3 separate regions of the Gossypium hirsutum genome follow, and regions 1 and 3 are each linked to region 2. A link is a contact called in public Hi-C data. All regions are on one chromosome and are shown on one strand. The core of a region is the stretch at or near the end of the contact, and the rest is flanking DNA. Distances in the headings are between cores, read along the strand shown.

Region 1 (2,700 bases), core at 43-2,542, 240 kb after region 2:
ATCCTTCTAGTCAATAGCCAGAACCTCAACTATAGACCCCCAAGTTGAAGGGCTAGGCTCGATTCATCCAAGTAAGAGGAACATTTAGAACCGCACCCAAAAAAATACCTTAGACAAATCATAGTTGGCATGAGGGCAACCATCAATACACTCCGCCAATCGCAAAATAGAGATTTATTGAAGCTCTACCGACCTGGCTCAAAGATTTTCCTCCTATCTTCAATAGAACCAAACTTGATCAATACTAATGTGGAAGGCAAAGAAGAAAATTGTACCTTTGTTGTAGTATACCATACATTCTGAAAGACTCGAAAGAAGGCTTCCTTATTGAAGCAACTTTCAGAAACCAAAGTACCTACCACCCAAGCCTCTAGGCCAGTATGTATCAAATCCTCTTTGTCTGTTATCGACAACCCCTGCCCTTTTTCTTCAGTGAATTTCATCTTCTTCAAAAGAGCATTAATCTCGATAATTGTAAATGCAAGATAAACTAAAGAGAAACTCAAACTCAGAATTCACAAGAAAGCAGATACGTTAATTTGTACGAATGGAGAAGAATTTGACAACAAAACTTCTAATTTGCCAAAAACACTTATTGCACCTGTTTGGACAAACCCTAAATCTACACTCAGCTTTGGCCCAATCGTGCTCCCAGTTAAGCTCGCAATAGTGTAGGCTCTTTCGACCCCTTACTCCCTAATTTCGAATAAGAGTCTAAAAAAAGAATGGACTTTTGTGAAACAAGAACCAACATGAAACCCTGTCGACCACCGCACGTTGGTGTGACAACAATGACCGCTTGACTAATGTTGCCAACACCTTATACTGCCTCGCCGTCGTGAAATATGGCTAAAAATAGCCTTTATCTGCACTAATATACTTCAAATTTTATGTTTTTAAAACTATTTATTTAACTTTTTATGACTCTAATATACCTATTTATATCTATATGACATATTTTTATTTGTTTATTTTTAATATAATAATTAAATTTTAAATAGTAAAATTTCAAAAGAAACATAAATTTATCTAAAAACAATTATTTATCAAAAAAAATATAATTACTATTTTAAATTGATAAACTTTTTTACCAACATATAAAGTTAACTTTTTTATTTTTATTTTTTACCAACAAATTAAAGTTCACACTTTTTTTATATTACTTAATCCAAAAAGAAAAAATTATTTTTTAAAGTTAAATTCATTAATTCACTCAATTAACTTAATTATACAATTCATTAAAAATTAAAATTACATTTTTTATATTATTTAATAATAAAAAAACAAAGTTAACATTTTTAAAATGAACAAAAATTTAAAAAATCAGCAGGAAAGCAATCGGCAGAAACATCCAACTCCAGGCCAGGATCTGAAATCGTTGTCAACCTCCATCTTTCTCACTTGTCACCCTTCCCAAAATCCCCAGCCTTTTCAACTTCCCACTCTTTCTTTCAACTCTCGGAACCAACAAAGAGGAAAGGCGGGCGCCATACTCCTCACTCATCTGCTAATGTTTGCGGCTGCAACCACCCAACCATGATCTGCCTTTACCTTTCTCAACCCTATTCCGCTTCTTTATTTTCTTTAAACCCTTCACTCATACCCTCTTCAATACCCAAATTTAAACCTGCTTTTCATTGCTTTCCTAAAATCCACAAAAAGGTGAATTTTTTTTCTTTTTTTTATATTCTCTAGTTATTTTCTTTTTCTTTTTTTTTTTTGGTTGTTGATTATGGATTTTTACAGAAGAAGAAGATTAATAGAGGAATATGCAGAGCGGAGTTTTCACCGGATGCTCCCCTTGCGGCTGCAATCGGCGCCTGTATGCTGAGTTCACTACTTCTTCCTGCCGCCGATACAGGGGAAGTAGATGGTGGTAGTTCGATTATTGATGCAGGGGATACGAGGTTTGCGGCTATGGGAATTATTAGTTTTATCCCTTACTTCAATTGGCTGGTTAGACATTGAAATTCTCACTTTTTTTTTTTTTTGAAGAGGGAAGTGGGGTTTCGTTTTAAATTGCTAACTTTTCTTTTTGGTCTATGATTTGATAGAGCTGGGTTTTTGCTTGGCTTGATTCTGGAAAGCGGCGCTACGCCGTGTATTCTGTTGTATACTTGGTTCCTTACCTCAGGTATCACTTTTACGGAGTACCACATTGGAATGAATATCCAAATTATTCTATCTTTAAAATGCTTATCTTGCTTTAGTTTGAGAGCTGCAATGATGTCAAACCTTGGGTCTAATGGAGGCAGTGCAAAGTCCATTGACTTCAACGTTTCATCTACATAAACTTAGACTTTGTTAGAAATGATTTTGGGTGCGATAATAATAGCATTGAGCTGAAATATGTAAGTGCAAGGGTCTACGTTGGGACTTGGTAGTCTCCTTTTATCTTCATGAAATGAGATAAGAGGTTAGGATTGTTTCCGAGTCCCTTTCCCAGGAGCGACTGCCTTGCCTTTCTCGGGAACTTATCTGGGTGATGATTGTTATGGTTTAATCATGTTTTGACAGTAAAATCATGTTCATCAGTCTTTGTCTACCTCTGCAAAGGACAATGAACTGGAATGCTTGTAAGTTGTTACCGGATTACTTGTTATGCCTCTTTCTGTGAGTTTCAAGTTTTAATTTCTAAACTCAAACAAGGCAATCTAACTTCTTTTTATCTGTTCATACAAAGTTATAAGTTATAACCTT
Region 2 (2,700 bases), core at 195-2,694:
GCTTCATAATTTTTTTTTGCTTTCAGGCTGGGTCACTCTCACTTTCATGTACATGTCCATTAACTTCCCTGTTCATTTGCAAATTGAAAAACCCTTTAAACTTTTTATTAGGTAAAAGTATATTTGAGTTACTTATAATAAGAGTCTATTTATATTTTATTTTTTTACTTAAAAAATAGGTAAATTAATTTTTATATATTAAGTCAAAGAGTAAATGAGATTTTTTAAGTTTTATTTATTTTTATTATTAAAAATTGATCACTGTATATTAACATGAGGTAAACATGACATATCTCATGTAATTGTCTAGTTATTTTATTAAGAAGGTTAATTTTAAATAATAAAAATAGATAAAAATTTTAAATAAAAAAATTAATTTATTTTTTAATTTAATATGAAAATATTAATTCATTTATTTTTAAGGGGCTGGAATATACTATTGATCGGAAAGGATGGCAACTTTGCTAGGTGTCTATGATATGGACTCAGCTTGGCCTAGGTTGTTCTAAACGCCAGCTGAATTGCGAGTGGGGCATGGGTTCCTCGAATCTCTGTTTTCCGTTATTTATGCTAGTGGCGGCGGACATTGATGTTTCAATCCTTAACTTTTCCCTTTGTTTTTATTCATGTCCATTATAGAGTTATATTTATTTTCTCATAATCACGTTAGATTATGATTAGATTTTTAAACAAAGGAACAGCTTTCTTAAATTTACTTTTTATATTTATGAAATCTTGGTTCAGAAAATATCCACATCTTTACGGCTCTTTCTTTGTGAAGTTAATAACTTTTTTTTCTTAATTATAAAATTTTAATTTTTTGGATAGTGGCTGCTAGACATGATTGTGGATTGAGGTTATTTGTTAAAACTCAAGAGTTAGTTAAATTTTTGGGGATTTAGTTAAAATTATTAGGTTCAAAAAATAAATTTAAATAAAAAGTTAGACTTAGTTCAAATTTAAACATTCAAGATTTGAGTCCAACACAAATTATTTTAATTTAATTTAAATTTATGATAATATATACTATAATAATATAAAGATTAAAAAGTGATAAGACGTCTATATATAAAACTTTAGTAAAAGATGATATATTAAATTAAAAAGTACACAAATATTTGTAAAAAAAATAAAAATAACATGTACTAAAATAAACTTAACTATTTATAAATATAGAAAGAATGAGACAAAATTTTAAATTTTTTAAGTCGAGTGGAATTTAAATAAATATAAAATATAATAAAATCAAGCTTAAATCCATCCTAACATGACTCATGAATACCTTTAATAAATACTTCTCTCAACAATATTATTACAATATTATCACAAAATTTTAAAACTTCTCTACCTAAAAATTCAAAATTCAATATTATTACAATATTTCTAGTAATGAACCTAACACATTAGCTGAGTTATTTTATTACTCCGCAAAAACCTCTATATAAACAGACCTCCCATTTCTTAGTTTAACACCAAAAACGGAAACCTTGATTCTTCATATTCTATACAAACAAACATTACCTCCCCCGCCCCAGTTTCCTCCTTCATGGAAACCAAAACTGATTGTTTCTGGGTTTTGTTTCTTGCCTCCAAATGCAAAACTTTCTCTTCCTCAAACACCATTTTGCTTCTTCTTTCCCTTTGCATGGCTTGGTTGGCCATGGCCCTCTGGTTCTGGTTCTACCCTGGAGGCCCTGCTTGGGGTAAGTACTATAGGCTGCGCCAAAAAAGAACCACAAAAACCATTATTCCAGGGCCACGAGGGTTCCCGGTTCTCGGAAGCATGGACCTCATGGTAAACCTGGCTTACCGCAAGCTTTGTTCTGCAGCCATATGTTTTAGTGCCAAGCGACTCATGGCCTTTAGCTTGGGTGATACACGGGTTATCATTACATGCAACCCTGATGTGGCCAAAGAGATACTCAACAGTTCTGTTTTTGCTGACCGTCCAATGAAACAATCAGCATACAGTCTAATGTTCAACAGAGCCATCGGCTTCGCTCCTTACGGTGTTTACTGGCGAACCCTAAGAAGAATTGCAGCGACGCATCTTTTTTCGCCTAAACAAATTATCTCCACCGCCTCACAGAGGCTTGATATTGCCTCCCAAATGGTGTCTATGATAGCAAGTCGCGGTGGGGAGTTCACTGTACGTGATATACTAAAGAAAGCGTCCCTTAACAACATGATGCGCTCGGTGTTTGGGTGTAATTATCAACTGAGTTCGTCAAATTGTGAAACCGAAGAACTGAGCCGGCTCGTTGAAGAAGGTTACGAGTTACTAGGGAAGCTCAATTGGTCTGATCATCTCCCATGGCTTGGTGGTTTGGACCTTCAAAAAATCCGGCATCGATGCTCGAGACTTGTTCCCAAAGTGAACAAGTTCGTGAAAGGAATCATTGAAGAACATAAGCTCAAAAGCGGGGAAAGAAACCATGATTTCGTGGACGTTTTACTTTCTCTAAGTGGAACGGATAGGCTCTCCGACAACGATATGATTGCCGTTCTTTGGGTAAGCAACAAGGCTTTGGAGTTATTGCCTCTTGGAAATTAATTAACTAAATTTATTTTTTAACTTATAGCACCATCTAAAAACAACTTTTTAGTCATCCCCATCCAAATAAATTTAATCCTTATATCTTCCAACTTTTAAATTAAAACTTCACATAATTATACTCACTGTTGACTTTTATAATTTTT
Region 3 (2,700 bases), core at 42-2,541, 160 kb before region 2:
TAAAATTCGTTATACGTTCATATACTCTTTGCAAATTTGAAATTTTTTTTTTATCTTGAGTAGACTTGTTAATGGATTGGGTGGTCTGCCGTCATAAGTTTGGGCAAAATTTTTTGTCTTCGATAAGTAATTTTTAAAAGATTTTTATTTAAATTTAATTATAAAAATATATAATATTAATATAAAATTATAGATTTTAAATATTTTATTTTTTAAATAGTGAAATGAGTTATTTGAGCATGTTAGATTGAACTAGATTCAAAATTTAAAAATTTTCTAAATCAAGTCGCAACTTAACCTAATTCAACCCATAAATATTTCTAATCTTAAATCCCGTTGTTACTCCTGGCTTCTCCCCTTGAAATATTTGCAGAAATTGGTGTTTGTTTTGAATTGCGAAAGGGGTTTTTAAATTAATTGGAAAAGGTTTGAAATTTGAAACTAAAGCTATCTTTTTCTCTTGAAGTGTAAAAAATTAAAATATAATACGTGTTTTTGGGCAAAACAAATATAAGTTTAAGGAACAATAAAGAAAAAAAATTGGGCTTGAATCTAATTGGGTGAAGCTTTTAGAAAAAAATTATAAGATTTTTTGGAAAAATAATATAGAAATAATAAATAAATAGAGTTAATTGCACTAAACATCTTAAAATTGTGACATTTATTCTAAATTAGTCCCTAAACTTTAAAACATTCTATTACATTCCCAAACTATCGATGTTATATTAATCAGGTTCTTCTATTATCAAAACCATTAAATGACATATCAAATCTTATGTTACATAATTTAAAATAAATTTTTTAAAGAAAAGTAAAATGTTACCATATAATATTTAAAAGTTAAAACTAAAAATAAAGTAAAACTAAAAAAAAAAATGCCAGAGAGTGAATAGTTAAAATTTTGTAAAAGTTTCGAAAACCTTAAAACTGAGATATTTACAACATCCATTTTTACAATAGTCATTTTTTTTCCTTTAAATTTTTTATTTTAAACTATACCACATAGGACTTGAGATCTCAATTGATGGTTAAATTAATGATTTTAATAATTGAATGCTCTTATTCATATAACCTCAATAATTTGAAGATATATTTAGAATGCTTTAAAGTTTGAGGACCAATTTAAAATAAATGTTATAATTTTAGGATGTATAGTGAAATTAACTCATAAATAGATAAGGATGGAATTGGGCTTCAATCTAATTGGATCTAAGGAGTGAATTGTATTTTATTTAATGGGCTAATCCAAGTTTAAAATTGGGCTGAACCAAACTTCTTGAAAACATATATGTTAGCATACAAACACAATACTCCAAAGCCTATACATATTGCACACAGAAGAATGGGATTCCATTACATTACACCAACATAATCAATTATTTGGCTTTGTTTTCAGCCTTTCGTTTAATTTTTAATTTTTTATTTTTTAATTCTTAAATTTGTATTTTTTTTCAAATCATCTCAAAATTGATGGAAAAGTTAACCTTTATTAACATGACATACATGTGGCCTGCCACTTGAATGACATGTAAGCATTTAATTAATTTTTTAAAATTTAAAAAATATATATATTTTTTATACTTTTTTAAATAATTTTAATAATTTTTAATCTTTTTAAAAATAATTCTTATATATTTTTTGAATTTTTAAAATTTTAAAAAATTAATTAAATGCTGACATGTCCTCCACATGGAAATCTATGTGTATGCCATGTCAGTAAAGTTAAAAACGCTGACTTTTCTATCTATTTTAGAGTGATTTGGAATAAAAGTAAATTCAATGTCTAAAAAAGATAAAAAATTAAATAAAAGACTAAAATAATATATTTTTTTTAATTGGAAGGAAAAAAATTATTATGCAAAAAAGAAAAGAAAAGAACAGCAATTTGATCAAGGTTGCACCACATTGCATGGCTTGAAATTAGATTCTTTGGTTTTGCTTTGGAAATGCAAAAAGATATGTAGAGCATATGCCAGGGGAGTTACATAAGCTGACAATGATGCATGTACTAGATTTGTAGCTAGATTATGGAATAGAATCTAAGGTTTTTTTTTATTAAAATAACTTAAAAATTTAATTAATTATTAAAATGACTTATTTTTTTAATTAAATATGAAAATAACTTAAAATTTACAGTAAAAATTAGTGGAGTCAAATCATTTGGCTCCACTAAAATGCCACGTCAACTTCCATGTAAAAAAATTAATTTTTTTGATAGAGCCATTTAGAATTGCGCCACCAGCCTGACAGCCACCTTGTTATTTTTTTTACATTGTTTTTTTATTACTTTTTTTACTTTTGTCATTTTCTTTTACTTTTTTTAAGTTTTGTCTTTATTTTTTTATTATTAATTTTAAAAAATTTGAAATGCATATTTGAAATATTTTATAATATATAGTTTTAAAATTTTAAATATATATATTTGAAATTATTTTTCTAAATTTTAAATATTATTTTTTAATAATATAAAACATTTAAATTTTTTAAAGATATGACCTTTCATATTTATTATTAGTTTTATAATATTTTAAATGTATATTTTAATTTGTTTTATAATTTTTTTAATTATGATTTTTAAATTATTTTTAAACATATTGAAACCTTTTTTAAAAAAATGTTTGAATATCTTTAAAATTAATTTTAAAATTAATAATTTATAAAAATTTTATATTTAAAATTTAAAAATATTTAAAATATATA

What was found. A called contact is a pair of places that touch in the nucleus more often than the background predicts.
Region 1: a Hi-C map of leaf shows a contact between it and region 2, with 3 times the contacts expected there. The contact joins the promoter of LOC107952222 here to the promoter of LOC107951142 in region 2. A contact is called at or near these places in 3 of 34 Hi-C or Micro-C datasets (callus and leaf).
Region 3: a contact with region 2 is called in a Hi-C map of leaf, with 2.2 times the contacts expected there. The contact joins the enhancer-like site here to the promoter of LOC107951142 in region 2. A contact is called at or near these places in 6 of 34 Hi-C or Micro-C datasets (callus and leaf).

What each region holds. Positions count from the first base shown.
Region 1 is chrA02:44,255,232-44,257,931 of Gossypium_hirsutum_v2.1, reverse strand. It overlaps LOC107952222, which reads left to right and starts at 1,292. Exons shown (of 6, transcript XM_016887494.2): 1 at 1,292-1,662; 2 at 1,747-1,956; 3 at 2,055-2,134. The coding sequence starts at 1,537.
Region 2 is chrA02:44,495,670-44,498,369 of Gossypium_hirsutum_v2.1, reverse strand. LOC107951142 (cytochrome P450 78A9) reads left to right here and starts at 1,444. Exons shown (of 2, transcript XM_016886076.2): 1 at 1,444-2,512. The coding sequence starts at 1,547.
Region 3 is chrA02:44,654,907-44,657,606 of Gossypium_hirsutum_v2.1, reverse strand. No RefSeq gene overlaps it. Among protein-coding and RNA genes, the nearest start is that of LOC107951143, 5.0 kb to the right of the region's middle. Within about 2 kb of position 1,291, at least 3 of the 9 cell types and tissues checked have an H3K27ac peak or open chromatin away from gene starts, as enhancers often do. A contact at or near this core is called in leaf, where this site is marked.